Regions from separate parts of the Mus musculus genome. Here all the other regions are linked to region 1. A link is a contact called in public HiChIP or PLAC-seq and promoter capture Hi-C data. All regions are on one chromosome and are shown on one strand. The core of a region is the stretch at or near the end of the contact, and the rest is flanking DNA. Distances in the headings are between cores, read along the strand shown. Region 1 holds the start of Wdr72 (WD repeat domain 72). Region 2 holds the start of Arpp19 (cAMP-regulated phosphoprotein 19). Region 3 holds the start of Fam214a (family with sequence similarity 214, member A). Region 4 holds the start of Myo5a (myosin VA).

Region 1 (2,735 bases), core at 132-2,631:
ATCAGTACCTTCCGCAGTGCTGGGCTTGATGGATCTGCCAGGAACGCAAATAAGCTTATCTGGTCTTTCTGGGAAAACACAAACTCCAGTCCCATGGTTAGCAGAGGGACTGAACCCTTCCAGGTGAGATCTATAGGGTCTCTCAAATAGACCAAGGGCAAAGGAGTTATTCTTGGCAGCATAGCCCCTCCGTGTTTCTATGATGGAGAGAGACCCTATTTGTCAACATTTTAAAAATGTATCCTGGGGTAAAGTTCCCATGATGTTACATTTTTACAATACTTTCTTCAACCCCAAAGCTTCTCCCCAGATCCTATTCCTTGTTGGTTTTGAAAGCATCATGGATTGACACTGGACCTAATAGGGTAAGACCCAGAACAGCAGGCTGGCTTATAAAATCCCAGGTTACTATGGCTGATCTCTTAATAAGCAACTAAGTCTTGAGTTGTTCCACACTCAGGCCCCTGTGAAAACTCAAGCCTCTGCCCAGGACATTGAAGGGAGTCTCAGAGACCAGGCACATTTGGACTTCCTAACTTTGATGCATACTTAGGGGTCAGAACTCATGATGGAAGTGAGGCTGTAACTGGACGAGAATCGGCACCACTAAGACATAAAGATAGCAAGAGCAGAGATGGGAACAGGAAGGTCTTTCCTAGATCTATAACCTAGGACTCGGTCATCCTGGGCAGGATCCCATGTCCTGAGCACTTGAGAAGCCGGATATTATAGGGGTGTTGGGGGCTAAAAATCTCTGTCCACCTATTTGCAGGGGTTCTCCTAATCCAGAGACCTCATGGTTTGAAGGATAAAAGAACTGGGTGACCCAAGAATGGCAGAGGGCCATTTTTCCAATCCATTTTTCCAATCTACCCTGTCAATTAAAATACTTGACCATCCTCTCCTCCCCCCCCCCCCGCCCCTTCCCTCCCCCTGAACAAGGTCTCTCACAGCCTGGAGCACAGGGCTTTAGCCAGGTTGCTGGCCTCGGGGATTAGCCTGTCTGCCTCTCCCTAGAACTGGTATTATAAGTGCACAGGCCTCCAAGCCAGACATTTTTACTGGCTTCAGGACCCCATTCTTGTGAGGGTTAGCATTTTACTGCCTGAGTTTTTTCTTAGCCCTCTTAGCAGTCTCAACAGTGCAACCCAGCTCTCCAGACTCACGGGGAATCTCTCACCCCTCATTAAAGTTCTTAGTGCTCCTGGCACCTTGGCCCTTTGCTGGGTGCAGTGTCCCTGGAAAGATCGGCCCTGGTCAGCGGCAGGCAAGTCCACTATAGGAGGGCGGTGGGAAGCAGGCAGACCAGAGCCAGCTGGGTCAGCGCCGGCCTGGGCGGGGCAGACAGAGGCCGGTGGGGGCGGATCCGACCTGAGGCCTCTGAGCCCGGCCCTGTCACCTGTGGGCTTGGTTCAGCTCCGGGAAGGCGCCCAGCTCCTCCCTCTCTGGGAGTCTGAACATCCGTGGGAGTGGGCTGCGGACAGCTGCATGTAGTGTCCCCACTTTGGGTTCTGCTGGGAAACTGCTCCCGGGTGCTTTGGGAGAGTTCTTTTTTTTTTCCCGTGAAGAGAGTTTCTCGGACTTTTCAACTAGCTCCCTCCGCAGCAGTAGGAAGAACCCGGTGGAGGTGAGCTCTTACTGGCTGTGACAGCTGAAGGCTGCTCCCAACACAGAGCTGAGGAAAGCCCCTGCTCCCACCTGTAGCCGAGACAGCCAAGAAGACCTGCTTAACCAAGACCAGACTCTTGTAAGTTTGGACGGGGAGAGGCTGAAAGGGCAGGGGGATGCCTGTTCTAAGAAAACTGGGTAAGGTGACTTGCTAGCAAGACTCCCTCTAGGGCAGTGTTTCCAGTCCAGCAGGAATCTTTCCTTCCAGCCCGTTTGTGTACAGTTAACAATGGTAGAGCCCAGCTCTGCCTTACACTCTTTCTTCTTCCTCCTGGAGGTCGTCTGTCTCAGGAGTTCAAGGTCAGCTGTTGAACACTAGGCCAATTTGGGAGAATACTTTTTCAGCTAATGCACATACTCAGAATCTGTCGTCTCCCTTTTCTGTCTGCCTCTGTCCCTGTGCACATAGAGGGTTTTCGCTTTCTCTATCTTCCCAACTCCCCCCTCCTCACCCCACCCCCACCTTTAAGTGTATTTTCCCTATACAATATTTTTATTAATTCTTTGGAAATTTTATATATGCAAACAATGTATTTGGATCATTCATAGTCACTTCCACTCTGTCCCTTAATCCCACCTAAATCCACTTCACCATGGCACTCCTCCTTCCCAACATCAAGTTGGTTTTTATTTTTTGTTTGTTTTGTTTTGTTTTGTTTTTAAATAATCCATGGAGTCCGATTGTGCTGCCCACATAACATGTGTTAGAGCCCTCCACTGAAGCATGGTCCATCTAGTAGGGCCACACCCCTACTACCTTGTCCTGGACTTGAAGTCATCAGCTGTTGTTAGCTCCACTGCAAGGGGGTGGGGGCCAGTGAGCCCCTCCTCCTACTTTCTAGGAATCTCAAGAATTCTGGAAAAGTAAGCTCTTTTTCTAACAAGTGCTATGCTTACTTGCAGTCCATCCTCCTCCTTTTCCTCCTCCTCCTCCTCTTCCTCCTCCTCTTCTCTCTCTCTCCATCACCTGTTCCTTTGTTTCCTTTAGTTCCTTACTTAGTTCAGTACTAAGTCCCTCAAAAGTATATTCAAGAATACACTAAAAGAGAAGGGTAGTCCTTCCTGTG
Region 2 (2,700 bases), core at 56-2,555, 930 kb after region 1:
TGTAATTGTTATTGTTGTTGTCTTGTTTTAGTTTACTTTTGACACGGGGCCTCACATAGCCCAGGCTAGCCTCAAACTCAAGCTGAGGATAACTTTGAACTTCTTGATCCTTCTGCCTCTACCTCCCCAGTCCTAGGACTTCAAGCATTGCACCACTATACTTGTTTAATCTGCTGCTTGGAGTCAAACGCAGGGACAGTCATTCCAGGCAACCCATCCATCTGCTACTGAGCCAACTTCCAAGCTCTCTCTCTCTCTCTCTCTCTCTCTCTCTGTGTGTGTGTGTGTGAGAGAGAGAGAGAGAGAGAGAGAGAGAGAGAGAGAGAGAGAGAGAGAGAGAGATTGAATGCAGGGACTTGCCCGTGCTAAGCAAACTCTCTACCACTGTGCCAGGGCCTCACTAAATCCCCCAGGGTGGCCTTTGATTTACTCTATAACCTAAGCATACATAAACTTGCCACACTTCCGCTTCAGCCTCCCAGACAGCTGGGATTACAGTCCTATGCCAGAGGGCTCAGCTTTGATTTTGATGTCTTCCACATTCCATATCCAATGACTCTGAGGTTTTGATTGTTCTCCTGTCTTCCAGAACTGCTTGCATTGCCTTCTGATTCTTACTAGTTAACTATATAAGTCTGCCTTAGCCCCAGATTTCTAAGGGACATTTCCTTGGAACCAAATGTGCCAGCAGCTATAAGATGCTTAGTAGAATGACGAATAAATATGAAGCTACGGACTTGACAGTTAAGAAAATCATTGCTTTGAAAATCAATGTTTTGAGCTGACTGCCGTGGGAGAGCAAGGAATGGAAGCTGAATTGATTTATCAGTGATTTATTGCATGGGAAATATCAAGGTCTGGGAGTAAAATATTGACTTCTTCCCTGCTGTGGCTAACATGAAGAGGAATGGTGACATTACTAAAGTAATCACAATTCCTGTGTAATGGTGCTGTGCTTGTTGTAGAACTCTCCGGAGCAGTGGTAGCTTGAAGAGGTTGATCTAAGAAGAAAAGGTGGCGCTGAGGCAAGGTTAGAGAACAGAGGAAGTAAAGATGGATGGGGTTAAACTGAAGCAGAGGTACTGCCAAGCAAGCAGAGGACTAAATAGGAGGTCAGGGTTGTCTGGAAAGGCGGGGGAAGTGGAGGGGAGGGGGAACACAGCGCCACAGACCAACTACAATTCCCAGGAAGCACTGTGCGCCCATGGACGGAAGTGAGGTGAGGCGCGAGCCGCAACCTTTGAGGGAAAGAGGAAGTGCTCGGGCGTCGCAGGGCCGGAGGCGCGGGGATAGGTAGGTAAGGGCGCGGCGCGGGAGCCTGGCGGGCCTGGGCTGCGGGAGCTACGGCGGGCGGGAGCCCGGGGCCCGTGTCGTCACAAGGCGGCGGTAGCCGCCGGCCCGGCGGGCAGCGGGGCAGGCAGAAGGTGGCGGGCGGTCTTGCCTCCCGGTAATCTGTCTTCTCCCGGCGTCTCTTCTGCAGAAGGAGCACCATGTCCGCGGAAGTCCCCGAGGCAGCGTCTGCGGAGGAGCAAAAGGTGAGTGTGCCGGAGGACCCGGGGAACCCTCGAGACCCGCGGGATCCGCGGGACCTGGTGTGGCGGGAACCTTGGCTGGCGGGCCCGCGGGAGCGAGGGCGGCCTGGAGCCCTCCGCCGACGGCTCCTCCCGCAACCGGGGAGGGCCCTGGCGAGTGGAAAGGAACCGATCCGCTCCCGAGCCTCGGTGTAGCACCCAAGTGTACCAGGCAGCTAGGACTCCGGCCCATGTTAGGGACCCAGGTTCTGTAGTGGGCTTTGATTTGCTCAGGACGTTGTCCCTCCGGAAGCGCTCGGGCCACTTGTGAGCTTGCAGGGAACTCTTTAAGGTGGTGTCTCCATTCAGGCAGCGATGCAGGGCTCGGTTATTAGGGTTGTGAGTTGTGTGGCCTCGTGATCTCTTTCCTGAACCCTTTGGGCTTCAGTCTTCTTATCGGTAAAGTCCCGGTAATAGTACCTACGTCCCGCGACGGCTGTGAGGCCCAAACGAAAAACCCAGCACAACTTCTGCTCAAAAAAAAAAAAAAAAAAAAAAGCTAGCTGATGGGCTTTGCATGTGGCACTTGACTAAAAATCGAGAATTGGAGCTTTAGGAAATTTCACTACCTTAGATATTTCTCGAATCATGGGGATATATTTGTCAGCTCATTTGTATGTCTCTGTTGAAGGGAAATGTGCTAGCAGCACACCTACGAGTTTGAGGCCTGTATGCTTATGTAGTGCCTGCCCATTCCGTCGTAATTATTATGATGCTTTGACTTCCAGGGTACATGGAGTCAGTTAGCTAACAAAGGAGAAAAGTCATGAGTTCCCAACAATTTTTCTTTAAAAACAAACAAAAAATCCCAAATTGGGCCTTTAATCCCAGTACTCAGGCAGAAGCTAGAGGAATTTTGTGAGTCCCAGGCCAGCTGGAAGTACATAATGAAATCCTGTCTCAAAATTTATTAATTGATTGATAATTAATACCAAACTGCTTTACTGTATATGGAATTTGGTCTAATGTTTAAACGTAATCCTTATACTAATGTTGCACTGTAGATTAGTGGGTTTTGCTCATTCCATATATTCTAATCATGTCAACTTACCCTTTATTATTTCTTCCATTGTCATAGTTCTCTTCTGATAGTAATTGTAAGTTAACTGGCGAAAAGAAGGAAAACAAG
Region 3 (2,700 bases), core at 73-2,572, 840 kb after region 1:
GCTTTTAGATGAACTGCATGCATGTAGTACACAGATAAACACACAACTACCCATACATATAAGTACCGTTATTTTATTTTTAGGGTCTTGTGCATGCTAGGCAAGCACTTTACCACTGATCAGTAGTCCAAGCCTCACACATACATGAAAAATAAAATCTTTACATTATCATCATCATCATCAACAACAATAAATAAAATTGCCAATCTTGTGCTTTACAAAAACTGTGGGTTAAAAAAATAACCCTCTAAAAATGTAGAAACGGAAAACTATAGAGAGAGTCGACCACAGATGATCTTAGTCCTTCCTGTTGTGATTCTCATATGCAAAAAGAAAAAAAAAAGGTTCTTAAAAAAGCATGTTTTTTTCCCAATGAAACTAGACCCTTGCAATTTTGTACTTCTTCATTTGGGTTTGCCTATAAACTGAGTGGCTAATAGCTGCAACCCTTGTTGCTTTTTTTAGCTACAGCAATTCTTGACATCTGTTTGTGTTTAAATGATGACACAACATCAGAACACGCCGTGTCATCGTGTCACATTGTTATAGCACAACAAGAAAATTACAGCTCCCCAACAATAACATGGTGTCAGAAGTGTCCGCTTGGCGGTGAGTCAGTGCTCTAGAAGTTACAAGCTATTTTTAGCTCATCCAGTGCTTCTGAAGCTTGGGTTCTTAAGTCCTAGAGATGCAGAAAATCTAGGGGTGCAGTGGGAACAGGCCTTCCTTGGTTTCCAAGTACCCTTCTCTGGAAGGTATGGCTCCCCACCTTCCTGTCCTGGCCACATCAAACACGGATTCCATTGGGAAATTGCATGCATTTAAGGCTGGATTCCCAGTTCTTTTGCGCCAGGCCAGCATCCCTGTGGAGGAGTAGAAACTATAATTATCTTCCCGTCTGGGGTAAGCCCTAGGTTGACATCTCCCAGGTGACCCCAATGCACCCGGAGCGCAGTTCCTTGGCTGCTTAGGCGCGCGGTGCAGGCAGTCCCTGCGGGTCCCTGGGTCCTCTGAGACCCTTATCCGGGAAGACCGGTCCCCAATCTCCAACTCCAGGACGCGCGGCGGCGTTGCCATAACAACCGGCGCGCGCAGCCTCAGCGGAGGAAGTGACGAGAGTGGGTTGGCTGTTGTTGGGACACGTGACCAGGGTAGTGTTTTGACAGGGCAAACAGTGAGAGAAAGAGTAAAGAGCGAGCGAGCGAGGCGGGCAGGCAGCGGGGACGGTGGATGCGCGGGCGCAGCGTCTCGGCGTCTCGGCGTCTCGGCGGCCGCGGGGTAGATGCGCGCTGCGCTCGGGGAGGCGTGGCTCGGAGCACGGAGTGTGATGTGAGCGGCCGGGCGGCCGCAGAGAGCAGTGCCGGGAGGAGGAGCGAGGGGTCCCGGAGGGCGGCGAGCGGGCGGGCCATGGGAGCCGTTCCCGGGTGGGTTGAGCCACGCGTGGGTCGGCGCGGCTGAGGACATGCCCAGACTCTGCTGCTGACCGGCTCCGGCTGGAACCCGGCTACTGAAGCCTCGGAGGGGCTAGCCAGAGGGGATCCCCCGCAGGTGAGGCCCGGGGGGCTGCGGGGGCTGCTGCGCCCGAGCCCCTGCGGGGGTGCCTCGGTGCCCAGAGGCTACTGGACCGAGGGCTGCCTTAGCTCCTGTGGCCCGACTCTTCCTCCTCTGTGCCTGTACCTCCAGGGCATAAATAGATCCTGCTGGTGCTTCCGAGACGCTGTGTCAGAGGAGGACACCTTGGCCTGGAGAGCCCAGGGGCGGGGAACAGGGGTGCTAGGCCCGAGGACGCCGGGGGAGGCGGTGCGCAGACTTGAGCTGCTTTTTTTCGCCTTTCCTTCAGACCTGCCCAGGGTTCTGTCACCGCAGGTCTGCACCAGGAAGAGGCCCAACTTAGTAGTTTTCTTGCAAGATCCGGGGGAATTAAGACCCGTCTTTCTTTTTCTTTCTTATTTTTTTTTTTTTATGTTTATTTTGCTCTCTTAGCGTTTGGAAAACGAAGCAGAAGCCGTTGAGTCAGCCGTGTGCCGGTTGGAAGAACCCACACCTGTGTTTTACAGCACTTTGGGTGGAAATTGGATGCCAAAATGAAGCCAGACCGAGGTAAATGATTTATTTAAGTAGAGCTTGAGTTGTGTTTTGTTTCTCTGTCTCCTTCGGTGTTAACCTAATTTTCCGCAGGATCAACCATTCCTGTGTCAGACGTGACGAACTGTCTCTCTGAAGATACCAGACGCTGAGGGGAAAAAAAAGATGGACTTATGGAGTAGGTGGTTAAAGTCAGATGGGAAGGACCTGTTCTTAGAGAGTGTTTAGCAGGATGAAGGGGTCAAAGGAAGTGTTTGTTAGTGGCCACAGGCTTAGTATCCTTTTTAGTTGCAGTTCTTCAATTTTTTTAGGTGAAGTCAATCCAACTTCAGAAAAGTTTGTCAACTTTTGAAACTTGAGTTTGAACTTGATAAAAAGTAATATTTGTAGCCATTTGCATTTCATTCGCTGTTTGTTTGGGGTTTTTTTGGTGTGTTTTGTTTGTTTGTTGTTTGTTTTATAGATAGGGTTTTGTCAAGTTGTCTAGGCTGGCACAGGTCTTACCATGTAACCCAGGTAGGCCCAGAAGTCCCTAAGGATCCTTTTGCCTTCACCTGAAAAGCAGCATTACAGGCAATGTACCACTGTGGCCCCTCATTAGTTTTATGCTCTAAG
Region 4 (2,700 bases), core at 78-2,577, 960 kb after region 1:
GTTCTTCCTACCCCCCCCCCCTCCGACTCACCAACCCATCATACTCAGTATTCCTCAACTGTCCTGACCGGTAGCTAATATCTAGAGGGTAAGGAAACAGGCACCTTCTACAGGCATGAAGGAAGTGTAAGAGACAGGAGCTCAACTCATTGCTTTGGATGCTCTGCTGGCTCAAAGTACATTTTGTCTCCTTTCACAGGCAGACAAAGAAAGGATGGAATCCAGAAACATCAAAGTGGTGAACAGTCTTCCTTCAAATACCCACCTCATGTTCAGACATAACTAGGGAGTCAGGCTTGTGCTTTGACTGCCATTGTACTGGTCTCAGAACCATGTCTCTAAAATTTCACCATTCACAAGGCAGAGGCAGGAGGATGGCGAGTTTGAAGAAAACCCGGGCTGCTTAGTGAGACCTGTCTCAAAACCCAACAAGCCAAACAATAAAACTGGATTCCCATGATAGGCACTGGCCACAACTTAAGGTTTAAAGAAGGAAGATGGACACATTTTAAAAGGCTAAAAATTTTAAAGAGTATTCCAAGTGAGCACGAAAGTGTGGCTGGAGAGAACATGTTGGGATGAAAAAGACCACATTCCTGTGTCCGTGTAAGGGCACGGAATAGACTGCGTCAAGACTGCAAACACTTGAGTTTCTCTCAGTAGGTTGCCGTTTTCAGGTGACTCCAGGATCAGCATCAGGTAGTGCTGTCACGATCAGCAGAACAAAGGTCTCATTCTGAATGGTGGCGAACCTATGTAAACGCCCAAGTCTAAGATGGGCCATTTCCCAGTGCCATCTTGTTTTCAGGTTCATTGGAGTTTCTGTGTGTTAGAGGCCACCCTATGTCCTTGCATCACCAAGGGTGCAAACCCAAATGCAGAGTGACCTTGAGCATCCTTCAAATTCCGGGTGGTGCAGCTTCCCGCCCTGCCGTGAGCAAGTCTCTTCTGGAGTTGCAGGTTCTCAGAAAGGCCTTTCCCGAACCCTCCCCTACCTCAAGTCCTCTCCCTACAAACAGCAGGGCCAGGAGGAGCAGCCTTGAGGCTGCCGGGTCTACGCGGGCACTCTAACCGTCGCTACCTCGAGCGGGACGCGCTCCCTCACTGCCCCACCTTCGCGCACACTGTGGGGGGCCACTCCGCCAAAGCAGGTTTGGGATGCCAGCCGCATGGGCCGAGGATGCTCGGTGCCCGCCGCCGATGGGAGGCAGCGTGAGCCCGAAAGAGCCGGGAGGGATCGCGGTGGCAGCGCTCGAGCGCAGCCTCCTCCCGCTCCCACAATGCACAGGGCGGCGGCGGCGGCGGCGGCGGCATCGCGCGCCGCGGAGGAGACAGAGGAGGCTACAGAGACCAGGCCTCTAAGGAGGCGAAGCGGCTGAGGAAACTGAGGGAGCGAGGGGGCGCTGAGGACGCGAGGCGACTGAAGAGACCGCAAGGGCTGTGTGTGTGGACCAGGCGGCTTGGGGAGACTGAGGCGGCGACGGCCGCGGAGGCTGGTACCCGAGTCCCCCGAGCACGCGCCTCGGGCTCACGCGGCCGCCGAGCCCTGGAGGTGATGACTGTCAGGCTCCCGCCCGCCGCTAGCGCCTGACGCGCCCCGCCCCGGCCCGCCCGGGCCCGCCCGCCAGCTTGGCCCGCCCTGCCCGGCCCGGCCCTTCCCCTGCTCCCCGCCCGCCACCGTTTCACCCGCGCGGGCGGCCGCCACGCGAGCTGCGGCCTCCGCCTAGGCGGGGGGCGTCGGCGCTGGGCCCGCCATGGCCGCGTCCGAGCTCTACACCAAGGTAACGCGCGCCGCAGAGCCTTGTCCTGGGGAGGGGTCGCGCGGCCGGGACCGTGGCTGTAGGACCGGCAGGTTCCACCGGACTGCACCCCACTGCCCGGCTGTACCTCCTTGCCCGGCTGTACCTCCCTGCTCTGCCTCCCGAGCCCATTTCGGATGGGATGCTCTTGGGCAGATGCTCGGGCCGCTCTCCCGGGACTCGTGCTTAAAATAACGTCCTGTGCCGGTATGCGCCAGGCAGCAGCCTCTCGGGGAGATTATTTCGGATTCTGCAGTTATGGCCAGTCCGCTTTCACCTTTAGCTGCCGGGTTCTTGCCATTTGCCCTGGGGTGCGGAGCCTGTGGGAAGATGCAGCCCGGAGATGGCGAGCTTATTCTTAGGCTTCTTGGTGCCTGGGAGTTTGCAACCTGCGCGTTATCCCCGAGAGCCTCGTTAGCTCTGTGTCCTCACCCTCCTTTCCGGCGAGCCTTTCCCTTTTGGTCTTCATTTAGGGGAAGTGGCAGCCTTTTCAATCTTAAACCGACGCCCATATTCTCAGGGTCTGGTAATCTCTGAATGGCGTATTTTGGAGAGACTGTTTAGAAAATCTGTGTTGGGCAGTGTGTGGTGTATGCATTCATGGTATCTTATGTTACGGTTTCAATGGATGTTTTGCCAGCTAATGATTATTAAAATTACCTCTAATTCCACTCAACAGAATTGCCTTAACTTTTCAAGTTCATGTTTTTACATTTTTACCAGAATCTCTTTCTTCCCGTCTCTCTCTGTCTCTGCCTTTGTCTCCCTCTCAGGCACGGAGATTGAATGTAAGGGCCTCATGCATACTAGGTAAACCCTTTACAACTGAGCTATATATAGATAGCCCCAGCTTTCTGGACTCTTCTTTTAGCAGTTTGGAATCATCTCTTGCACACGTGAC

The links. Promoter capture Hi-C pulls out the DNA fragments that hold promoters and counts their contacts. HiChIP or PLAC-seq counts read pairs in DNA pulled down with a chosen protein or histone mark.
Region 2: a contact with region 1 is called in an H3K4me3 HiChIP or PLAC-seq map of embryonic limb bud, with 5 times the contacts expected there. The contact joins the promoter of Arpp19 here to the promoter of Wdr72 in region 1. A contact is called at or near these places in 1 of 39 promoter capture datasets (hippocampal neurons) and 2 of 115 datasets of contacts at active chromatin or transcription factors (embryonic limb bud and embryonic midbrain).
Region 3: a contact with region 1 is called in an H3K4me3 HiChIP or PLAC-seq map of embryonic forebrain, with 4 times the contacts expected there. The contact joins the promoter of Fam214a here to the promoter of Wdr72 in region 1. A contact is called at or near these places in 2 of 39 promoter capture datasets (cranial neural crest and hippocampal neurons) and 3 of 115 datasets of contacts at active chromatin or transcription factors (astrocytes, embryonic forebrain and embryonic stem cells).
Region 4: a promoter capture Hi-C map of liver shows a contact between it and region 1, with 3 times the contacts expected there. The contact joins the promoter of Myo5a here to the promoter of Wdr72 in region 1. A contact is called at or near these places in 2 of 39 promoter capture datasets (both in liver).

The regions. Positions count from the first base shown.
Region 1 is chr9:74,108,953-74,111,687 of GRCm38.p6, forward strand. Wdr72 (WD repeat domain 72) reads left to right here and starts at 1,382. Exons shown (of 20, transcript NM_001033500.3): 1 at 1,382-1,747. It overlaps Gm33407 (a long non-coding RNA gene), which reads right to left and starts at 1,332. Exons shown (of 4, transcript XR_379627.2): 1 at 1,181-1,332; 2 at 1-34.
Region 2 is chr9:75,036,427-75,039,126 of GRCm38.p6, forward strand. Arpp19 (cAMP-regulated phosphoprotein 19) reads left to right here and starts at 1,306. Exons shown (of 3, transcript NM_021548.4): 1 at 1,306-1,535. The coding sequence starts at 1,491. Gm51714 (a long non-coding RNA gene) reads right to left here. Exons shown (of 2, transcript XR_003948357.1): 1 at 2,141-2,700; 2 at 818-2,041.
Region 3 is chr9:74,951,731-74,954,430 of GRCm38.p6, forward strand. It overlaps Fam214a (family with sequence similarity 214, member A), which reads left to right and starts at 1,323. Exons shown (of 13, transcript NM_001113283.1): 1 at 1,323-1,548; 2 at 1,984-2,100. The coding sequence starts at 2,085.
Region 4 is chr9:75,069,879-75,072,578 of GRCm38.p6, forward strand. It overlaps Myo5a (myosin VA), which reads left to right and starts at 1,328. Exons shown (of 41, transcript NM_010864.2): 1 at 1,328-1,781. The coding sequence starts at 1,755.